Linked DNA regions of Ovis aries: region 2 is linked to region 1. The links are chromatin contacts, called in public Hi-C maps. All regions are on one chromosome and are shown on one strand. The core of a region is the stretch at or near the end of the contact, and the rest is flanking DNA. Distances in the headings are between cores, read along the strand shown. Region 1 overlaps TMED10 (transmembrane p24 trafficking protein 10). Region 2 has its middle 8.4 kb from the start of TMED10.

Region 1 (5,536 bases), core at 1,311-3,810:
CAGGCCATTATTATCCTAGTCTACTCTTCTCTTCCATGACTAGAAGGATGACGTGTGTTTTGCCAACAGTTTGATAAAAGCAAAAGCCTATTTCACAGGTTCTCCACTAGGAGGCAGCATTCCCCTTTTAGGCTGCATTTAACCATTAAATAAATACCAGGGCTAAGAGAGACTTCATTTTACAAATGAGGAAACTGACGATTTCATAAAGTTACTCAGTCCTCTGAGTGCAACACCAAGACCACCAGTACCAAAGTCTCATGACTCCCTATTCAGGGCACCAAAGCATTTATTTAGCATCAAAACTCCAAAGCTCTGCTATAAAATGTAAGCAAAAACGAATCCCTGACTTCCAAAAGCATACATATTCAGTGTATCCAAATCCCACCTATCTTTCCAGCCTTAACCATGAAGCCTCCTTTAACCACTACTGTCCACACTGATCCCCTCTTCTCTAAAGCCGCACAACACTTAAGAATGCCACACAATTAACACTCAGACACTGTCATATCCACGTTGTTTTGCTTTTTATCCTTTTCCCCCACACTAGTTTGGATCTTGAATGCAACAGCATCAGAATGATATATACTTTGTGTCGTCCCACATGCCTAATATAAGGTACATACTTGAAGCTGACCCATTATGTCCATTCTATGCCTTCTTTAAGGAGTCAACTTCCTATAGCAGATATTAAGTGCTGCTGGTCCCCTGAAGCAAGTGCTTCTTGAATGTTAAGAGCATCAACTGTCAGCATTCACTTTCACCAGGCCCACTGCCTAGGAGAAAGTTTTCTTTACCACAGTATCTATCACTCTCATCTGTAGTGGAAGGTATTGTTTGAAAAAGCTTTCCCTGCACATCTACAATACCTTCCAAATAACTGTGAAGTTACCCTTAAACTATACACAAATTTTCCATTCCTCTAATGATGATTTGAATTCCAAAGAGTTCAGAGTTCTATGTAATCATACCAAGGGAAGGTGGTAAATCTGAAAGACTGCTTCTTGAAACACACACGTGGAACCAGCCTCTAGGGAATCACTGGATTCTTTCCCTTGGTGGAACTTTGAGAAACTCAAGACAGAAGCTTCATGAGGAGAGCCAGATTCAGGCAAATGACTGTTATCTCCATACCCGCATCCTCAGCCCCTGCAAATTTTAGAAGCATAGCAATCAAAGAGGAAACCACCCAGTCTTAACACAATCAAGACAATGAAGATAGACTTACACCCAAAGCCAAGTCTACTTTTGCATGAGGGCACATGGATCACAGGCTTCTTCAGCGAAGGTCAGAAGGTCAACAACATGCCAAAATAAGTCCAGAAAAGACTGCCAATCTTAGGACTAAATGAATGAAATTTAGAAAGATCCTATTCACTCTGTCATAGCCATGTGGCAGCTTCTAGGTGGGGTAGAAGGGAGCTAAAATCTACTGAACTGATCGCCTATGTGTCAAGTAGCTTACCCATGTTATTTCATTTAAGCTATGTCAAGAAAGGGCTTTTGGATCTAGTATGTAGAACCAGAGTTCCTCCTTCATGAGGGCATTCAGAGAAACAGCTTTTGAAAAGGCTTCAGCTGATGCTTCAAAAAGTGCAACTGTGTTTTTGGTGTATCTGTTGGTAGCAAATGGCATACTAATAGAACATTTAGGCAAAAAATTATTTTAGTTGTGCTGAAAATACAGACATCTAAGCAAGAAGGGACATACACAGCCCAGTGAGTTATGTCAGACAGCTCCTTCCTGGTGGGATAACTGCCTTTATTCCCACAACTGTAAGATTAGATAATAAGTCCCTGCAAACAGCTGTTCTAGCTCACAGACCACAAACTAAAAAGAAATGGCTCGATTCACATACTGATTCTACCAAAATGGGACCCTCTTAGGGGCAAAAGATAGTGGTGAGAGATCCTTAAAATCTATTGGAGGGAATTAAAAATGTTTTATTTCTGAGGAAATATGCATTCTTTCTATTTAAAGATTTCAAACTACAAAACTACATTTCTTTACAAAATGTCAACCACTCTGCCTTCAAATAATGTCACCTTACATTTGTCAAATGTAATTTGACAATGTAATTACAAATTACATTTGTTTACATAGCAATTCACACGCGTTAATTCACTAAACCTCCATAACAATTTGGCAGGTAGTGTGGTTCTCTGTCCAGGTGTTTAGACAATGATTACTACTTAATTGTACAGGACCATGTGGGATTTCAGAATTATGAAGTCCACAACTGTGAGGCAGAGTGATGTTCGATGTGAAAAAACATTAAAAGAAACATGCCACCTTCCTGAATTCAAACACTGATGCCAAAGGGCCCCACTCCTCTGGAGATAAAGCCTTGCCCTCGCCCCCAGGGCCTGAAGTTAAATGCCTCAAAACCTCTACATATGTCCAGTGCTCTCTGCTAATAAACTACACAGCAAGTGCTTCTATCATCCATGTTCCTGTCCCAGGCACTGGACGAGCGACAACTAAACAGCCATTTCTGAGCAAGGTTCAAGGGAGCCGGCCTAGCTCTGGCCTGAGAAATGGGCCGGTCTTTGGCCTGTGTCATAATCACATGTCATCCTCTGTCTCAGTTTGATCTGCTTTTTGATTGAGGGGTGGGGGAGTGGGGAGGTAGGTCACTGAAGAAAGTAGTGGGAGGAGTTTCTTGGTTAAGAAAGAGAATTTTGAGCTGTGTTGTAACCATGTGCGTAAAGAAGGGCTTAGGACGTGCTAGGCTGCTGAAGCAGGAAGCAGCAAAGGAAGCACCGTGGTTTCCTTTCTGCTAGGGATTCCCCTCTTGGGTTAAGTAAAAGGTCAGGAAAGATAAAGGCCCTTTCCTAGTGTCAACAAAGTCCAAGGATGATGGAAATTCCAGGTGTCGGGGTATGGGGGTTCTAAAATGCCATACGGTGGATGTACACATCACTGTACATGTAAACTCAGAATAACACTGTCTGCTTTAGAGAAGCAGCAGCTATATCTAGCATCTAATCTGAGGGTGAGAATATAACAGCAGTATTCAAAAACTGCAAATTCTTTTACCTATTCTTCAACATCATAATAATACAACATTTTTCTTAGTGTTTTATATCATACAACAGTGCTTTAACTTATTAAATACAATTAGGATTCCTCTGACTCATAAAAGTTTAAAAGGATTTTTCAATTTACTCTTGCCGTTCATTGAACAAAAAAGCTCTTGGCTTTATTTCTTTTAATTAAACTAGCCTGGAGACAGAAACAAGCCAACCAAAGTCTCTATCAGGAATTGCCTTCCATTCACAACTGCATCACTTGCTCCGATATACTGCCTACAAATAATTCAGTCCAGTTTTGTTCAACTGAACACATGAACTAAGAAAAAAGAGGAGAGACCTGGAGAGCCACAATTACTGTACTACTACTTCCTGTTGCAGAGCCAGCCACTGGCTTCCAATCCTCTTCCATTTTAGGATATTTCCCTTCCAAATTCTGACCAAAGATAGAATAACCTCTCCTGTTCCACCATTCCTAGAAAATTCTCTTAAATCACTTAAAGCAACTTTCCTTTGTTTATTCAGTTTACATTCTTCAAAATCCATTTATACTTCCTGTAGCCCATCTCTTCTATATGCCTTTAGGTACTTTCATAAAAAGACTGACCTCGGTAAAAACACTCTTATCTTTTCTGTAAAGATCAATCCTCCAGTCTTAAATAGGTCTTGTGGTTTTCACAGGTAGTCTTCATTTAAAGAAGCTGTGCTGCCCCCAGAGTCTCTCACAATAGCTTAAAAGAGCCCAGTCCCCCTCCCCTAATTCTAAGCACACTTCCAGCTCCCTACCACCCAAATAAACGCCTATTTTTACTACAATACATGCTGTCAGCAAAACTCCAAGTCTCTTGTAGTTTTCTTCTTCCATCTTGCTCTCTTTTTGAAAAATTTGAAATTATTTTAATTAAAAGCTACTTTTGATTATTGTGTTTTTTCAAAAACAACACAATTGTTCAAGTCTAAACAGCACTGAATCTAAATATACACATAGCTGTCAGTCTGGGAATAAAAACCATACGAATTTAAAAAAAATCACTTTTCTTAACCTTGAACATCAACATTAATGAATTCTAGCTTTTAGAAATTCTAAATATATATCTGGTTTCTGTCTCAAAAGCACTGCTGGCATGTGCTTGAGTGTTTTATCATACCAACACTTCTATGGGACGGTTGGTCCAGTCATTTGGCTGACAGCACAGCCAGAATTATTGTTCAAGGCTGTTAACACAACTTTTTTATATCAAGCTGGCTGTCACATGACTGCTGAGAAAACCACAGCCTTCTGGGCAAAGCACAGCCTGCTGGCCTGACTAGGTCACAGAAACCTCACGGAATGGCAAGCTACTGCCTCCACTGGCTGTTAAGCAGGACGTACCTCTTCGTAATTTTTCGCTTCCACTCCATGCTTCATGTCTAGGATCACGAGTTGGTCAGGTATCCGCCCTGTTCCTGAGAAAGAAATCAAAGGGTTCATTGTGAGGAATATTTAAAATTCCGGGAAATCACCCACCCGCCCTCCCTCTCCCTAACCCCTACCCTCTCAATAGAGGGAAACAGTCACAACTCCTCCCCCTACTCAGCTGCAGAAAATTCCTGGCTCTGGCTAAAAATCACAAGCATTCCAGACAAAGCCTCTATGTGTGGGGGGTGCCAGAAAGCGACAAGAACATGCTGCTGGCAAACATCTCTGAGGGAGCAGGACACACGATCCTGCAGCTGGCAGAACAGGAACAGAATGGGAGAGGAGAGCACACACAGGCTCACTGGTTAGGAAACCCACTGTGGGGCACAGACCGGCAGGCAGTGGGCACCCACGCAGGCTGCTCAGGCACAGTTCCACATCTGAAAAAAGACGACCTGCCAAATTCTGAGAGAAGGATTACTAGGTATATGCTGAGCTTGGATTACTTAACACAAATATGAGTACTGAAAAGTACACAGGATTTGTCTACTAGTCCACTTATTTCAAAGGTTTTGGTCAATGTAAGGCCATTTCAATAGGTAAATAAAATGGTACAGGACTATCCCCACAAAGCCCCTAGAGGAGCCCAAGAAGAAACTTAATAGTAAGAATACAATTCTCAGGAGTACTTCTTACAAACAGAAAAGTCCATTTGGGATATAGTAGGACCAACAGAGCAATGTTCCCATGAGAAATGGTAATCTGATCAAAAAGAATTCTACTCTTATCAAGTAGGAGAAAGGGAAAGATTACAAAGGGCCCCAGAAAACTGCTCAGTACTCATCCTGTAAAATTCACCTGATTACTTATAAAACTAACAACTACCTGCATGAAATCAGGAGTTCTGGGAAACAGTGCCACTTAACCATTGTGGTTTCTGAGACCATAAGCCATAGAGAACGGTACTGTACCCTGAGAAACACTGGAGGTTTTCTGAAACATCAATTCAAAAAACAACTCACTGAGAACTCCCAAGGTGCTAGGACTGTGGTGGTGACTGCAATCTGTGCCTTCAAATAATCTGATGGGCATCTAAGACACAAA
Region 2 (5,791 bases), core at 810-3,309, 33 kb after region 1:
TCAGGACATTCTTAAAGATGTTGATAGTTGATGTGAAACTTGTAGAATCAATTAACATCTCCCCTTAATTCATTTTGCTTAAAAAACAAGATTTATCTTCTCTCCAGATTCTCATGATGCTGAATTTTTATCTCCCTAGTAGGAAGCATGACCTCCTCCCTAACCCTCCATCACAATTAATGCCCTTCATTAGTGTTGTCTCTAGAACATTGTCAAGGTAAGGTAACCTGCATGGCATGTGGAATCTTAGTTCCCAGACCTGGGATCAAACCCGTGTCCCCTGCAGTGGAAGCAGAGTCTAAACTCCTGGACCATGAGGAAAGTCTCAGGAAGAACTTTAAAAATGAGGCAAGCACAAGATAATAATATATGTTCCCAAAGAAGTTTCAGAAAATATAAGAACCATCACATGAACCATCACCACTATCCACGTACCTTGAGAACAAACCAAAGCTGACAAGGGCAGGAGTGGAAGGGAGGTGTCACTTCTGTCCCATCGGCACTGTTTGCTTATGGAGAACACCAGCCCCAGAGCCCAGGGCAGAGAGGTGAAGTCCTGGAGGCCAGGAAGGCAGAATCCCAAGGCAAGAATGAGATGAAAAGAAATCCACCTGGCCAGCTGGAGTGGAGGAACCAAGGTGCAAAAAAAAAAAAAAAGAAAGAAAGAAAGAAAGAAAAAGAAAGGAGTTGCAAAGATGAGACTCTAGGGGAGAAGGATATAGGGTCAGGGAGCTAAGATGGAACTGCAGGGGCACCATGCTTACCTTATGTCCGTAGCCAATCAAGCTTCTGAGAAGAAACAAAAAATGTATTGAGAAGGAAAGAAAGAAATGGGGAAATTGCTCAGTGCTTTGTGAAGCAGCTCCAGAGTTGAGGCACCACAAAGGAAGATTCATAGCTAAATGGCATCTACCCTCATGTCCCTGGAAACAGCTGTGCCTGCAGCCTGCACACATGCAGGTCCTAAGAGCTCTCAGGATCACTTCAAAAAGCCCTCTGAGACTTAAAAAGCTTGGTGACTGAGAGCAGAGGACTACACTGGTTTTGGCCTTCACTCCTGGTTCTGAAAAGGTTTTGTTTTCTCTCCAACGCACTGTTCTTGATAGGCCACTAAGCGGTCAGCATCTGGTGTCTGCCATCACCAGCTATCTCTGGAATCTACCAGAAGTTATTCTCCTCCCCCAAAAGCTCTATCTTGTGAGTGATACAGACCATACAGATGGGAAAAGACCAGCAGCTGCAGACACCTTGATAATGCCCACTTGACTTTCTCTTTATTATTTACTTGATTCAGCTCTGTACACTGAAAGCACCTGGCAGATTTTTAAAGACTGTCAATGCCTAGAACCCACCTGGGACCTAATGCAGTCCCAGGTCTGCAGAATATCTGGCTCTTGTCTAGGGGAATAGCGTATGTCAATTGTTCCCAAACTTTGCTACGCACTGGACCCATCTGGAGATCTTTAATAAACACTGATGCCTGTCTCTTCCCACGACACCCCTTCCCCCAGATATTCAGATGCAAATGGTATGGGTGCAGGCTGGGCATTTAGACATTTTAAAACTTCCCAACATGGCACCTAGAATTGCAAATTAATGCTGCACCTAACCCTTGGCCATTCCTATTTCCATCCCTGACCTTTCCACACCTTCCAAGGAAAACACTACATAAATATTTCTCAGTCCGATTTCCATCCCTGTTTCTCCTGCCTGAGCACTGCTGCCCTTTCTCCTGGGACACGACACGAAATTGGACCTCTGGTAAGGGCAGTCTCTGGAACCTTGTCCCAAGCTGGGGGACAAGGTTCATTCCTGGGCCAGCCATGTTTTGCCAGCTCAAGTGTCAGCAAAGGGGGAATGGAAAGCCAGGACTTTAGATGAAGAGGAAGTTCTCTTGCAGGCACATGAGGGAGGATTTTTTTTTTTTTCTCTTTCTTGCAGAAAGTCATTGTGGCACGTGGGCAAAGGAAGTATTAATAACCTTGCTAAAGAGATACTTCTCCAAGATTTGGTGTTTCACAGACCACAGCCAGTGCTGTCAGTTCTACAGATGGCCAACTTCTGCATTTCAGATAGTGGCTTCCGAAGATAGCTCAGCTTGCATCTCTAAAGCAGAAGACCCAGCTGTGGGGAAGGGAACCATCAGAGCCTCTAAGCCAGAGGTCAACGCCACTACCCACATGAGGGTCAGGGGCAAGCAAAATCATTAGAAGTGACTCTTTTGGAGTGAAGTTAAAGTAACAACAGCCAGGCTTGCAATAACCAGGGCTTTGTGGCAAACCCACAGTGAGAGCCTTGGACTGGACTTCCCTCAGGAGATGTGTCCTTTAGACAGGGGTCCTGGCTCTGCCCTGCCAGCCACTCACTGGGCGGCCTTGGGCTAGAAATTACGCCATCTAGGTGTTGACTTCCTCCTTTGTAAAATGTGAAGCCAGAGACTGAGAACAGAGCCTTTCTTTGACTTTTTATAAGCTTGCATCAAAAACAGTGGAGAAATCGCAGACTCACAAAGGTGATGCCACCGCATTGCTCACAGCCGGGTTCCTCTTCCCTCCTCCTGGGCCCGGTGTCCTGGCTGGGGGTTCAACAAGCACAGCTGAGCCGTCTCTGGGCCAGGACATCCACAGTTCAGCTTCTAATCGCAAAGACCTCTGATTGCCAAGACCGGCAAAGGATGGGCCGAGGATGGAAGCCTCTGTATTACTAGTCTCCAAGCTCTGCCAATAACACATTACCACAAACTTGGTGGCTTAAAACAGCAAAAGTGTATCCTGTCACAGTTTTGGAGGCCAAGAGTCTGAAATCAGGGTGTTAGCAGGGACAAGCTCCTTCTGAAGTCTCTTCCCTTGCCTCTTCCAGTTCTTGGTGGCTCTAGGCATTCCTTGGCTTATGGCACCAAAGCTCCAATCTCTGTCTCTCTCTTCAGATGAACTTCTCTTCTGTGTCTCTCCTCTGTGTCTTATAAGGACACTTGTGTTTGGATTTAGGGTCCACCCAGATAATCCAGGATGATCTCATCTCAAAATCCTTAACTCAGTTACATCAGCAGAGACCCTTTTTCCAATTAAGGTCTCTTTCACAGGTACCAGGGATTAGGAGGACTTCACCATATCTTTTTGAGGACACAATTCAATCCAAAATAGCCTCCAAGTGGAGGAGGGTAGAAGGATGTGAAAAAACATAGTTGATACTTAATATCCACAGTTTGTTGTGATCCACACAGTCAAAGGCCTTGGCATAGTCAACAAAGCAGAAGTTTTTCTGGAATTCTCTTGCTTTTCAATGATCCAGTAGGTTGGCAATTTGATCTCTGGTTCCTCTGGCTTTTCTAAATCCAGCTTGAACATCTAGAAGTTCTCAGTTCATGTACTGTTGAAGCCTGGCTTGGAGAATTTTGAGCATTGCTTTGCTAGCATGTGAGATGAATGCAATTGTGCAGTAGTTTGAGCATTCTTTGGCATTGCCTTTCTTTGGGATTGGAATGAAAACTGACCTTTTCCAGTCCTGTGGCCACTGCTGAGTTTTCCAAATTTGCTGGCATATTGAGTGCAGCACTTTCACAGCATCATCTTTCAGGATTTGAAATAGCTCAGCTGGAATTCCATCACCTCCACTAACTTTGTTTGTAGTGATGCTTCCTAAGGCCCACTTGACTTCACATTCCAGGATGTCTGGTTCTAGGTGAATGATCACACCATCATGGTTATCTGGGTCATGAACATTGTTTTTGTATAGTTCTTCTGTGTATTCTTGCCACCTCTTCTTAATATCCTTTGCTGCTGTTAGGTCCATACCATTTCTGTCCTTTATTGTGCCCATCTTTGCATGGAAAGTTCCCTTGGTATCAGTAATTTTCTTGAAGAGATCTCTAGTCTTTCCCATTCTTTTGTTTTCCTCTATTTCTTTGCATTGATCACTGAGGAAAGCTTTCTCATCTCTCCTGCTATTCTTTGGAATTCTGCATTTAGATGGGTGTATCTTTCCTTTTCTCCTTTGCCTTTAGCTTCTCTTCTTTTCTCAGCTATTTGTAAGGCCTCCTCAGACAACCATCTTGCCTTTTTGCATTTCTTTTTCTTAGGGATGGTCTTGATCGCTGCCTTCTGTACAATGTCACAAACCTCCATCCATAGTTCTTCAGGCACTCTATCAGATCTAATGCCTTGAATCTATTTGTCCCTTCCACTATATAATTGTAACTGATTTGGTTTAGGTCATACCTGAATGGTCTAATGGTTTTCCTTACTTTCTTCAATTTAAGTCTGAATATGGCAATAAGGAGTTCATGATCTGAGCCACAGTCAGCTCCTGGTCTTATTTTTGCTGACTATATAGAGCTTCTCCGTCTTTGGCTGCAAAGAATATAATCAATCTGATTTCGGTGTTGACCATCTGGTGATGTCCATGTGTAGGGTCATCTCTTGTGTTGTTGGAAGATGGCGTTTGCTATAACCAGTCCATTCGCTTGGCAGAACTCTGTTAACCTTTGCCCTGCTTCATTTTGAACCCCAAGGCCAAACTTGACTGTTACTCCAGATGTTTCTTGACTTCCTACTTCTGCATTCCAGTCCTCTATGATGAAAAGAATATCTTTTTTGGATGTTAGTTCTTGGTCTTGTAGGTCTTCATAGAACTGTTCAACTTCTTCAGCATTACTGGTTGGGGCATAGACTTAGATTACTGTGATATTGAATGGTTTGCCTTGGAAATGATGAGAGATCATTCTATCATTTTTGAGATTGCACCCAAGTACTGCATTTCAGACTCTTTTGTTGACTGTGAGGTCTACTCCACTTCTTCTAAGGGGTTCTTGTCCACAGTAGTAGACATAATGGTCATCTGAATTAAATCCGCCCATTCCAGTCCATTTTAGTTTACTGATTCCTAAAACATCGATGTTCACTCTTGCCATCTCCTGTTTGACCACTTCCAATTTGCCTTGATTCGTGGACCTAACATTCCAGGTTCCCATACAATATGGCTCTTTACAGCATCAGACTTTACTTCCATCACCAGTCACATCCACAACTGGTGTTGTTTTTGCTTTGGCTCCGTCTCTTCATTCTTTTGGGAGTTAGTTCTCCACTGATCTCCAGTAGCATATTGGGAACCTACTGACTTGGGGAGTTCATCTTTCAGTGTCCTATCTTTTTGCCTTTTCACACCATTCATGGGGTTCTCAAGGCAAGAATACTGAAGCGGTTTGCCATTCCCTTCTCCAGTGGAGCACGTTTTGTCAGAACTCTCCATCATGCCCTATCTATCTTGGGTGGCCCGACATGGCCTGGCTCATAGTTTCATTGAGTTAGAGAAGGCTGTGGTCCATGTGATCAGTTTGATTAGTTTTCTGTGATTGTGGTTTTCAGTCTGTCTGCCCTCTGATGGGTAAGGATAAGAGGCTTATGGAAGCTTCCTGATGGGAGAGACTGACTGAGGGGGAAGCTGGGTCTTGTTCTGATGGGCGGGGCCATGCTCAGTAAATCTTTAGTCCAGTTCTCTGTTGATGAGTGGGGCTGTGTTCTCTCCCTGTCCTGAGACCAAACTATGGTAGGGGTAATGGAGAGAATGGCGACCTCCTTCAGAAGGTCTGGTACACACACTGTTGCGTTCAGTGCCCTTGACCCTGCAGCAGGCCACTGTTGACCCATGCCTCCGTGGACTCCTAGACACTCACAGGCAAGTCTGGATCAGTCTCTTGTGGAGTCACTGCTCCTTTCTCCTAGGTCCTGGTGCGCACAAGGTTTTGTTTGTGCCCTGCAAGAGTCTGTTTCCCTAGTCCTGTGTAAGTTCAGTG

What was found. Hi-C and Micro-C count contacts between places; a contact is called where the count stands out from the background.
Region 2: a Hi-C map of skin fibroblasts shows a contact between it and region 1, with 1.7 times the contacts expected there. The contact joins two enhancer-like sites. A contact is called at or near these places in 2 of 16 Hi-C or Micro-C datasets (blood and skin fibroblasts).

What each region holds. Positions count from the first base shown.
Region 1 is chr7:84,461,576-84,467,111 of ARS-UI_Ramb_v3.0, forward strand. TMED10 (transmembrane p24 trafficking protein 10) reads right to left here. Exons shown (of 5, transcript XM_004010798.5): 3 at 4,406-4,479. Among named protein-coding and RNA genes, the nearest start is that of NEK9, 15 kb to the left of the region's middle. Within about 2 kb of position 2,561, at least 44 of the 54 cell types and tissues checked have an H3K27ac peak or open chromatin away from gene starts, as enhancers often do.
Region 2 is chr7:84,495,147-84,500,937 of ARS-UI_Ramb_v3.0, forward strand. No RefSeq gene overlaps it. Among named protein-coding and RNA genes, the nearest start is that of TMED10, 8.4 kb to the left of the region's middle. Within about 2 kb of position 2,060, at least 4 of the 54 cell types and tissues checked have an H3K27ac peak or open chromatin away from gene starts, as enhancers often do.